2 separate regions of the Mus musculus genome follow, and region 1 is linked to region 2. A link is a contact called in public HiChIP or PLAC-seq data. All regions are on one chromosome and are shown on one strand. Each heading gives the region's core, a stretch centred on a gene start, on an enhancer-like site or on the middle of the called end of the contact. The rest is flanking DNA. Distances are from core to core; before and after follow the strand shown.

Region 1 (4,352 bases), core at 1,664-4,163, 280 kb after region 2:
CAGATTGCAATGGACTCAGTTTTTTTTTTTTTTTTTTTTTTTTTTCCTTTCTCCCTTCCCACCCCTTTCCTTCCCTACCCAGCCAGGCTGGGCTGCCTCCTGCCCCCCTCGCTAGCCATTTGGGGGTGGCAAGGGGGTGTGGTTGTTTCTCGTGGTTGTGTGTGTTTGTTGTTCGGGTTTTTAAAAGGGGAAATTGAGACTGCAAGTGGGGGAGGTGGAGGGTCTGGGGGAGTCTGCCCCCAATCCAGGAGTACCCCCCTTGCCACCAAGTCTCCTTTATTGCCTGCCTCTGCTGTGAATTAACTTGTTCTGTGTATTAAACTGGGCCTGACCCCTCTGCCCACAACTGCTTCCATCTCTAACCTCTTTTGGGGTGTCACCAACATGGGAAGCCAAGGGGCCTCACTGGGGTAGAAGCCACTGTGGCTGGCCCCCACCTCTTTGCCCCTACACCATGCCTCCCTGTGGCTTTGTCCCAGCTCCTCCCTGTCTTGCTGGAGAGAAGAGGGGGATGGGGTGGAGGGGCTCCCACCCAGCCAGCTGTGGTTGCCATAGCAACGGGCTGCTGCAGCTGCAGCGGGAGGCAGCTCAAAGAGGGAGGTGGGAGTGAAGACTGGGGGGAAGGGAGGGCTGGAGAGACCAGAAGGCAGCCCCCTCCCTGGCTAGGGTTTGGGAGATAGCACCTCAGCATGGCTGGCTGTCACTTGGGATTCCCTGACCTGGGTGTGGTTAAAAGTGGAGGACAGGAGGACATCTCAAAACACAGGGATTCAAGGAGACAGGCAGGGTGGGGTGGGGGTGGGTGGGGGTGGAGAACCAGGGCAATGGTCAGGAAGGAAGATGGTTCTGAGGCCACAAATGTACTGAATGGAAAAAAAGGACAAAGCTGGAGAGATACACAGATGAAGAGAGAGTCCCAGGAATTCCGAGGGAAGAGGACAGGGACCAGGGACGGGGTGGAGGACTAGTCCAGTAAATAATAGTTTAAAACAAGAAAAAGGAAAAAAAAAAAAAAAAAAAGCCAGGCTTTGGCAAGACCAGGGGAGGGAGAAGTGGACAGCTGTTTGGAGAGACAAGCAGAAAATGTACAAAGTCAGAGGGAGAAAATGAGATAAGGGGACAGGCAAAGCCCCCAGACAAAAGACACGGGAATGAGCGAGACTTTTGGTTGGAAGGCAATAAAGAATGTAAGGGACCGCCATCCAGGATGGTAACACACTATGTGGCTCAGAACTCCAACACTGGAGGCTGAGGCAGGAGGGACGGGGAGTTAGTTACACGTCATCCTGGGCTATAGCATGAGCCTTCTCTTTAGAAAGGGGTGTGGGGGTGCGAACAGACAACAGAAATCTGGAGAGTGCCAGGCAGATGAGGCCAAAGAGATAGGCAGACTGAGGAGAGGTGGGGGAGGGGCATGAAAAACTGGGGCAAGAAAGGGAAGGGACTACGGGGCGCAGTGCAGGCGCCTTCAGGGCTTGGCGTGCGTGTGCGGGTGCGCGTGTGAATTGTGGGGTGTTGGGAGATGGTGGTATGTCTCCCAGGCCAGGAGAGGATGTGAGAACAGTTTGTTCCCGGGTTCCCTCCCCCACTTGGCCCAGGTTGATGGGGGGAGGGCTGGGCTGGATGGGGCCCTGAGGAGGGTGGCGAGTGAGGATGTCTAAGTAGCTGGAAGCCCTTGCAAGGGCTGATTCTCCACTGGATATAGGCAAACACCTTTCGGAAGATATTTGGCGGTGGGGGGTGCGGGTAGGGTGCGAAGGAGGATCAGAGTTCAGCTCAGACCTGAAGAACACAACGACCGCTGATGGGATGGGGTCAGTCCTGTCCAGAGAGGCTGACTTCCCACAGGAGGTGAGTCTTCAGGATCTTCTTGGAACTCCTGAGTCCAAAGTCAGTTTGCCTGGTGCCTCGCCCACCCGCAGATGTCCACAGTTCGGCGAGACACAGACCCAGGACCCCAAGCTTCAAGCCGCCCCCTCTTGTCCTGTCTGGAGGGCCATAGAAATCCTGGTTTTGGCCGAGGCTTCAGGTCCGAGACACTTCCTTTAGCTAGATGACTCTTCCTTTACCTCTGGTCCCCAGGGACCCCTGGGCAGCTCTCCACTGCAATCCATTCCCTGCACTGTTGGCAGAGGGAGGTCCACGGCATGGTGGGACCCAGTGGAGGGATGAGTAGGTGGGGCTGGGCACACAAATGAAGCGGGGGATGGAGAGGGGCGTGGTTTGGGGCCGGGTGGAGGCTTCATACAAATCCCACCAGCATGGCAAGTACTTACTTTACCTGCAATCACCCGTGGTTTTGTTTTGAGACAGACTTCTTTTGTGTAGCCCTAGCTGCCCCCGAACTATGTAGACCAGGATGGCCTCAAACTCACAGATCCACCTCCCTCTGCTGGGGTTAAAGGCGCATGCTATCTTAACTTTGCCTGGCTTTTGTTGTTGTTGTTTTTTAAATATGCCAGAAGAGGGCACTGGGTCTCTTGGGTGTGCTGTCAGGCAACTGTGAGCGGTGAGGACCTGGGGGTCCTCTGGAAGAGCAGCCGGTGCTCTTAACCACAAAGCCACTTCTGGCCCAAAAGTTTTTCTTTTTTCTTCTTCTTTTTTTTAAAAAGGGCTTCATTACCACTTATCTTGCAGTCAGCACAAGGTGGCCTCAAACTTGCTATGTAGCTAAGGAAGACCTTGCACTCCTGACACCCGTTCACCTCTGAGATTCCCGATGTGTACAAACACAACTGGCCTTGAACTCTCGGCGATCCTCCTGCCTCAGAGCGCTGGGATTACAAGTGTGAACCATCACACCTGGCGAAAGGGGCCCATCCCCCATTCCCTTTGAAGACAGGTTCACAGTGCAGCCCTAACTCTCCTAGAACTTACTTCCAACAAGCTGGCCTAGAACACAGAGCTCCTCCCACCTTGCCTCCTGAGCGCTGGGATTAAGGGCTCGGGTTACCATGCTCGCCTTGCAGACCTAGCTTGTTTTAACTTCAGCACATTTTACATCCTGATGGTCAGGTGCCTAGGAAAGCGGCTGGCTGGTAAATGTATGCTGTGCAGCAGGAGTGTGATATGAGCTTAGGAGGAGGGAGCCAGCACTGGCTTCCAGGCAGCTGCAGGAGAACACACCAGCCATTTCTATGAAACGTTTATTTCCTTTGAAACCTCCTGAAACATGCCAGAAATCTCAAGACAGGGATGGGAAGAGGGGGAGGAAAAGACAATAAAGAATGATTAAAACAAAAATCCAAATGGAATAAATCAACCTGGAAAAAAAAGCCTGCTATCTCCAGTCATTACACAGAGTATCAACCTCAAATTAAATAATTTTTTTTTGCAGGAATTCTTACAAAAATAATAGAACAAAAGCAAAAATTAAAATTTACAACTGTCAATGTACATGATTAGGTCCCCCAAATGATTCGAATGGTCTGAAGATATGAGAAGACACATTAAAGAAAGAAATGAAGGGAGGGGGTTGGGGGGAAGGGGGAAGGCTCCAGGTTGGGTTCTGAGAGGAGAGGAAGGGGGAGGGGCTGGAGAACCCTTTAGAAAGGTGATCAGGAGACAGACATCACAGTAGCTGGCCAGGGTTCAGGACACTGGGTGGTCTGGTTTGCCACCATCATTCCATGGTGAGTGGAGGGCATGGCAGGCTGCTCCCTCACAACCAGGGGTTCCCCGGGGGTCAGAGGCAGGTCACAGGGAGCTCTGGATACCCTTTCCTCAAGCCCTGCCCTTCAGCCTGGCCCATCGGGAGCAGAGTGCCTGTTGTGTGTGGTAGTGGGCCCAAAGAGAAGTGATGGGTCCTGGTCTGAGGGCTGGGCCATCTCGTTATGGCTCTGGGTCCAATCTACGCTGCCAACTGTGCCGCCTGCTGCCCCCACGTCCCTCTGAGTCCTCACATTGACCTCCAGCCCACAGGGTTTGGGGAAATCCACAGACTGTGGCCATTCAAACGTGTTCCGGCACAACTCTACATGAAAAAATAAATATATATATATATATATATATTCTTTTCTGTTTGTTTTTAAAGAAGGAAAAAAAGGGGGAGGGGGATTTGTGTTTCCTGGGTGAGCAGCGTGCCCCACTGAGCTGCCCCTTATTGCCTTTGGAGAATCTCTGGGGGCTGGGGGCTGCACTGTGAGTGCTCCCCAGGGAGCACAGTGAGCGTGGCTGGTGTCCACTGGGGGATGGAGTGTGGCCAGGGAGACTTGTAAAAGGAAAGACAACCATACAGGGGGTGAAGGCTCTGCCTCAGCCCTGTCCTCAGGTTCCTCAAAGCCGCTGGCGTAGGGGGCAATGGCCTAGTTGTCCTAGAGGAGGATCCCATGGCTGGCCAGATCAGTAGCTCC
Region 2 (4,516 bases), core at 195-2,694:
AGTCACATGCACATGCCATTCATGACTTACACATGAGCTGTGCTACCTGGTTGCACTGTGAGCCGCTCATTCTGACCCTAATGCAACCCATGGTTTCAAAGTTTGGTATTCTGACCCAAGGCCTCAACAAACTAGGAAGCAAGTATCTCTAGGTTAAGTGGGCCTGGGCTCTGTGCCTTCCCACGAGCCTGTCTTAGATGTCACAGTTGAGGGGGTGAGTTATAATTCTTTCAGAGCTCATGGGGCTAACTCATGGCTCTAGGAATGAATACATCAGTGGGTCTGGCCAACCTTTCTTCCCTAGGGCTGAGACCACTGGCAAGCACATGACCCAAGATAGCAGTTAGAGAATCTTGGATCTTTTATTTAAAACTTTTAGGAAAGACCTGTTTCACACAGCCTGGAGCTGCTAGTGTGGTGAAGAGAAGCCTAGCACCATTTTTTCTCAGGCCCTAACTAAATGATTCTAGGCAGGTGTTCTACGACTGAGTCACACTTCCAGCTCCTTGTATTGAATATCCCTTATCACGTGTGTCTGGAGTACGGCTGATGAATTATCATAATACTTGAAAGTGTGTTTCCACCAATATTTAAAGTTTACAGCAACATCACACGGCCAACTGTACTGAGAAACTGAAAAATTTCAGTTCAATTCCTTTCATAGTCAGATGGCACTCTGGACAAATTAGGAGGTCTCTGCTTTCTTAAGACACTGCTTTGTGGGAAATTATATGGAATACTTGTCTGCCACCTGCCGGACAGTTATTGTACTGCACCAATATATTTGCAATGGTTAGGTTGTGTCTAGCGCCACGTGGTTGCCCGCGGAGCACAAACTCGCATAACTGTACATGGAAGCTTTGACTAAGGCGACCAAGCAGAAGCACAAAATGGATGAGGTGTGCGCGAGGCATTCACGAAGCTGTAGAGGAGCAAGGCAAGTATTCTGGGAGCAGGATCCTTACATCATGGGTACTTGGCACGGGAGTCTTCTGCCGCAGGCAGGGTAAAAGAAGGAACGCTTCAGCCCCAGGTCCTAACCTAGCAACATAGTCCCATCCTATTCCCCAGAGCTGGAAGAATCTGGGATGACCTCATTAGAAGGAAAATGGTATGAACCTGTCCTAGAAGAGTTCTGGACGGGAGGGATGGGCTCCAAAGTCAAACCGGTGGAAGTATAGGTGGGAAATGAGCAGTTTAGTGGGAAAGAGGAAAAAGCATGCAGACGACCAATTCAGAAGGGGTTTGGGCCATAGGGAGCGAACCTGTCTGGAGCATGCGCAGAGCACTAGGGGACCGACCAGTGGGACAGGGGCCGATCAGGGGATTCTAGGGGATGGCTGGAGGGAAAGAGCTGTTCTCAGACGAACTCAAACCTGAGCCAGCTTCATCATCATGTGCGCGAACACGTGCAGGAAGCCCACCACGGCATCCCAGAGGCGACTGTGCGCCAGACTCTGCTGGTTTCCGGTGCAGGGTCCCTGGGGAACAAAGGGTGGCCTGAAGCCTCAGCAGGAGCGCTGGATGCCGGCAGCTCCGCCTCCGCAGGTCCCCGAGTGCGGACCCTACCTGGATGTACTCGGTGAGGCTGTTGAACACTTGTTTAGCTACCGACATGGCTTTGGAGAAGTTTCTCTTTCCCTGTTCCTCGATGACATCCTTGCCCGAGTAATACCAGTAGAAGTCACTGATGGATTCCTGTGGGTCCGGGAGGGCATGAAGGATGCTGGAGCCATGCGAGGTCCCTCGGGCCCCTGGCTCAGGTCCCATGGGGCTGGGCCACCCTTCCTCACCTGCAGCCGCAGGAGGTAGTCCACTGTGCAGATAATGATATTGATGGTGGTCGTGTTCCCAGTCTGTGTCCGTAGGTAGTTTTGGAAATCTGAGGAAATGAAACATGTATTCATTCAGTGAGCGCCTGTGTCTGGGGAGACAATGGTGTCTGCTCATTTAGGGTTAGGATCAGGGTTCATATTTCATGCCTACTGTGTGCCGGAAGTCATGAAATTACCTTTGGAAGTATGAAGTATGTGTGCCACACAGGGATGGAGGGTCACTTAGATATTTGACATTTATCTAAAGACACTGCGGAGGTTCTCCGTGCAGCAAATGCAGTGGGGATTCAGCCCCCCACTTCTCTTTCCTATTCTCTCTCTCTCTCTCTCTCTCTCTCTCTCTCTCTCTCTCTCTCTCCTCTCTCTCTTTCTTTGTAAATTTTAAAAGATTACTTTATGGGCCTGGAGAGATGACTCAGTGGTTAAGAGCATTGGCTGCTCCTGCACAGGTCCTGGGTTCAATTTCCAGCACCCATATAGTGGCTCACAACCATCTGTAACTCCAGTCCCCGGTGATCTGACGCCCTCTTCTGGTCTCCTCGAGAACTGCATGCACACAGGGCCCATACATACTCGATACCCATACACACGAAAAAAAATTTTTTTTTCATTTATTTAGGTATGGGTATGATAGTCCCTGTCATTAATTTCAGCACTAGGAAGACAGTCAGGTAGATCTTTGTGAGTCTGAAGCTAGCCTAGTGTATTGGGCAAGTTCCAGGCCATTCAAGGCTACAGTGAATCCTGTAAATTTTTTCATTTGTTTATTCCTGAGGTGAAGCAGGGGAGGGCTAATACATGCTGGATGCTAATAAGGCTAGAAGTCAGCTCTCTCCATCCACCAAGTGCGTCCTGAGAAGGAGTTCAGGTCACGAGACCTGGCATCAAGTCCTTTATCCACTGAGCTGTTTAACCAGCTTCTCTTTCTGTTTCTCTGAGACAGTCTGGAGAGTGCCTCAGGCTAGCCTTAAACCCTCTTACCTCAGACTCTCACCTACCAGAATTACAACTGTGCTACCCTCACACCCAGCTTCAATTGTTTTTATTTATATTAAATAATTAATTAGTTTAGTGTTTTTTTTCAAGACAGGGTTTTTCTGTATAGCCTTGAGTGTCCTGGAATTAGCGCTATAGACCAAACTGGCTTTGAATCCAGCGATCCATCTGCTGCTGCCTCCTGAGTGCTGGGATTAAAAGCATGTGTCACCATTCCCAGCTTCTAATTGCTTTTTAATTAAGTTTTCCTGAACAAATATTTAATAGATAGAGATAAAATCCTCCATTTCTTTGTCCTTGTTCTCTTCTTTTGTTTTGTTTTATTTTGCTTTGTCTTGCTCTTTGAGACAGGCTATCATGTAGCCCAGGCTAGCCTTGAATTTAGTATGTAGCTGAAGAGACTGGCAGATCCTTGGTTCAGCAGGTCTAAGTGGTAAAGGTGTGTATATATGGCAGGGGACACTTCTTGTTCAGTGAGAAATCCTGTTTCAAGACTATAAGGCAGAGAGTAACAACAGAAGACACTTGATGCATGACAGTCACACGCATCACAGTCACACGCATCACAGTCACACACATCACAGTCACACACATCACAGTCACACGCATCACAGTCACACACATCACAGTCACACACATCACAGTCACACGCATCACAGTCACACGCATCACAGTCACACGCATCACAGTCACACGCATCACAGTCACACAGATCACACAGTCACACAGATCACAGTCACACGCATCACAGTCACACGCATCACAGTCACACGCATCACAGTCACACGCATCACAGTCACACGCATCACAGTCACACGCATCACAGTCACACGCATCACAGTCACACGCATCACAGTCACACAGTCACACACATCACACAGTCATACACACATTACAGTCACACACATCACACAGTCATACACACATTACAGTCACACAGATCACACAGTCACACACATCACACAGTCATACACACATCACAGGCACACACACACAGATCACACAGTCACACACATTACACAATCAGACAGTCAGACACAAACACACATCACACAGTGTCATAGATACACAGAAACCTCTCACAGACACACACACAAAGGCAGGCAGACAGACAGACAGACAGACAGACAGACACACACACACACACACACTTTCCCTCTGGGTGGTTTGTGGCTTTCTATGTACTGTGAACATTGTAAACACCACCTTGTGGCACTCGCTTGTCATGGGAAACAGCTTGCAGGGAAGGTTGGTTAGGCTTTAGGCTGCTCTTGGTTTCTGGGCTCCCTGGGCAGCCAGGCGGCTTGGACTCGTCCTGCCAGAGTATCTCAGCACAGGGACTGCAGGCCTCTGCCACCACGCCCGGCTTAACTGTCCCTTCAGCATAAGCTGTTCGAGCCGCACAGAGTTTAACGAGTGGGCTGCGTCACACTGGATTTTGTTAAATTGGCACAATGAAGGCAGAGCCTGCGAAATTTCTCACTTCTGCTACGAGAGGATCCGTACATCTCCTGGGAAAATGTTCTCTGTGATAAACAAATGAATAAATCAAATATATTCACTTTTAAGCGCCGAGCAATTGGTACGTCTGTGGACTCTGGCGTCCATCCTTTAGAGATGCTTTAGGGCTGCCAAATGCCCGTGGGAAAGCCGAGTGTGACGAATTGCCTATCTGGGGAAACTGG

Evidence for each region. HiChIP or PLAC-seq counts read pairs in DNA pulled down with a chosen protein or histone mark.
Region 1: a contact with region 2 is called in an H3K4me3 HiChIP or PLAC-seq map of embryonic stem cells, with 24 read pairs. The contact joins two enhancer-like sites. A contact is called at or near these places in 2 of 484 Hi-C or Micro-C datasets (conventional dendritic cells and uterus), 3 of 115 datasets of contacts at active chromatin or transcription factors (embryonic stem cells, forebrain and neural tube) and 1 of 9 other capture datasets (pancreatic islet).

Annotation. Positions count from the first base shown.
Region 1 is chr7:29,317,243-29,321,594 of GRCm38.p6, forward strand. Sipa1l3 (signal-induced proliferation-associated 1 like 3) reads right to left here. Exons shown (of 23, transcript NM_001081028.1): 23 at 3,136-4,352. It overlaps Dpf1 (D4, zinc and double PHD fingers family 1), which reads left to right. Exons shown (of 12, transcript NM_001368371.1): 12 at 1-344. Among named protein-coding and RNA genes, the nearest start is that of Dpf1, 11 kb to the left of the region's middle. Within about 2 kb of position 2,914, at least 41 of the 459 cell types and tissues checked have an H3K27ac peak or open chromatin away from gene starts, as enhancers often do. A contact at or near this core is called in embryonic stem cells, where this site is marked.
Region 2 is chr7:29,039,012-29,043,527 of GRCm38.p6, forward strand. Ryr1 (ryanodine receptor 1, skeletal muscle) reads right to left here. Exons shown (of 106, transcript NM_009109.2): 85 at 1,794-1,882; 86 at 1,570-1,698; 87 at 1,377-1,481. Among named protein-coding and RNA genes, the nearest start is that of Gm38979, 12 kb to the left of the region's middle. Within about 2 kb of position 1,445, at least 117 of the 459 cell types and tissues checked have an H3K27ac peak or open chromatin away from gene starts, as enhancers often do. A contact at or near this core is called in embryonic stem cells, where this site is marked.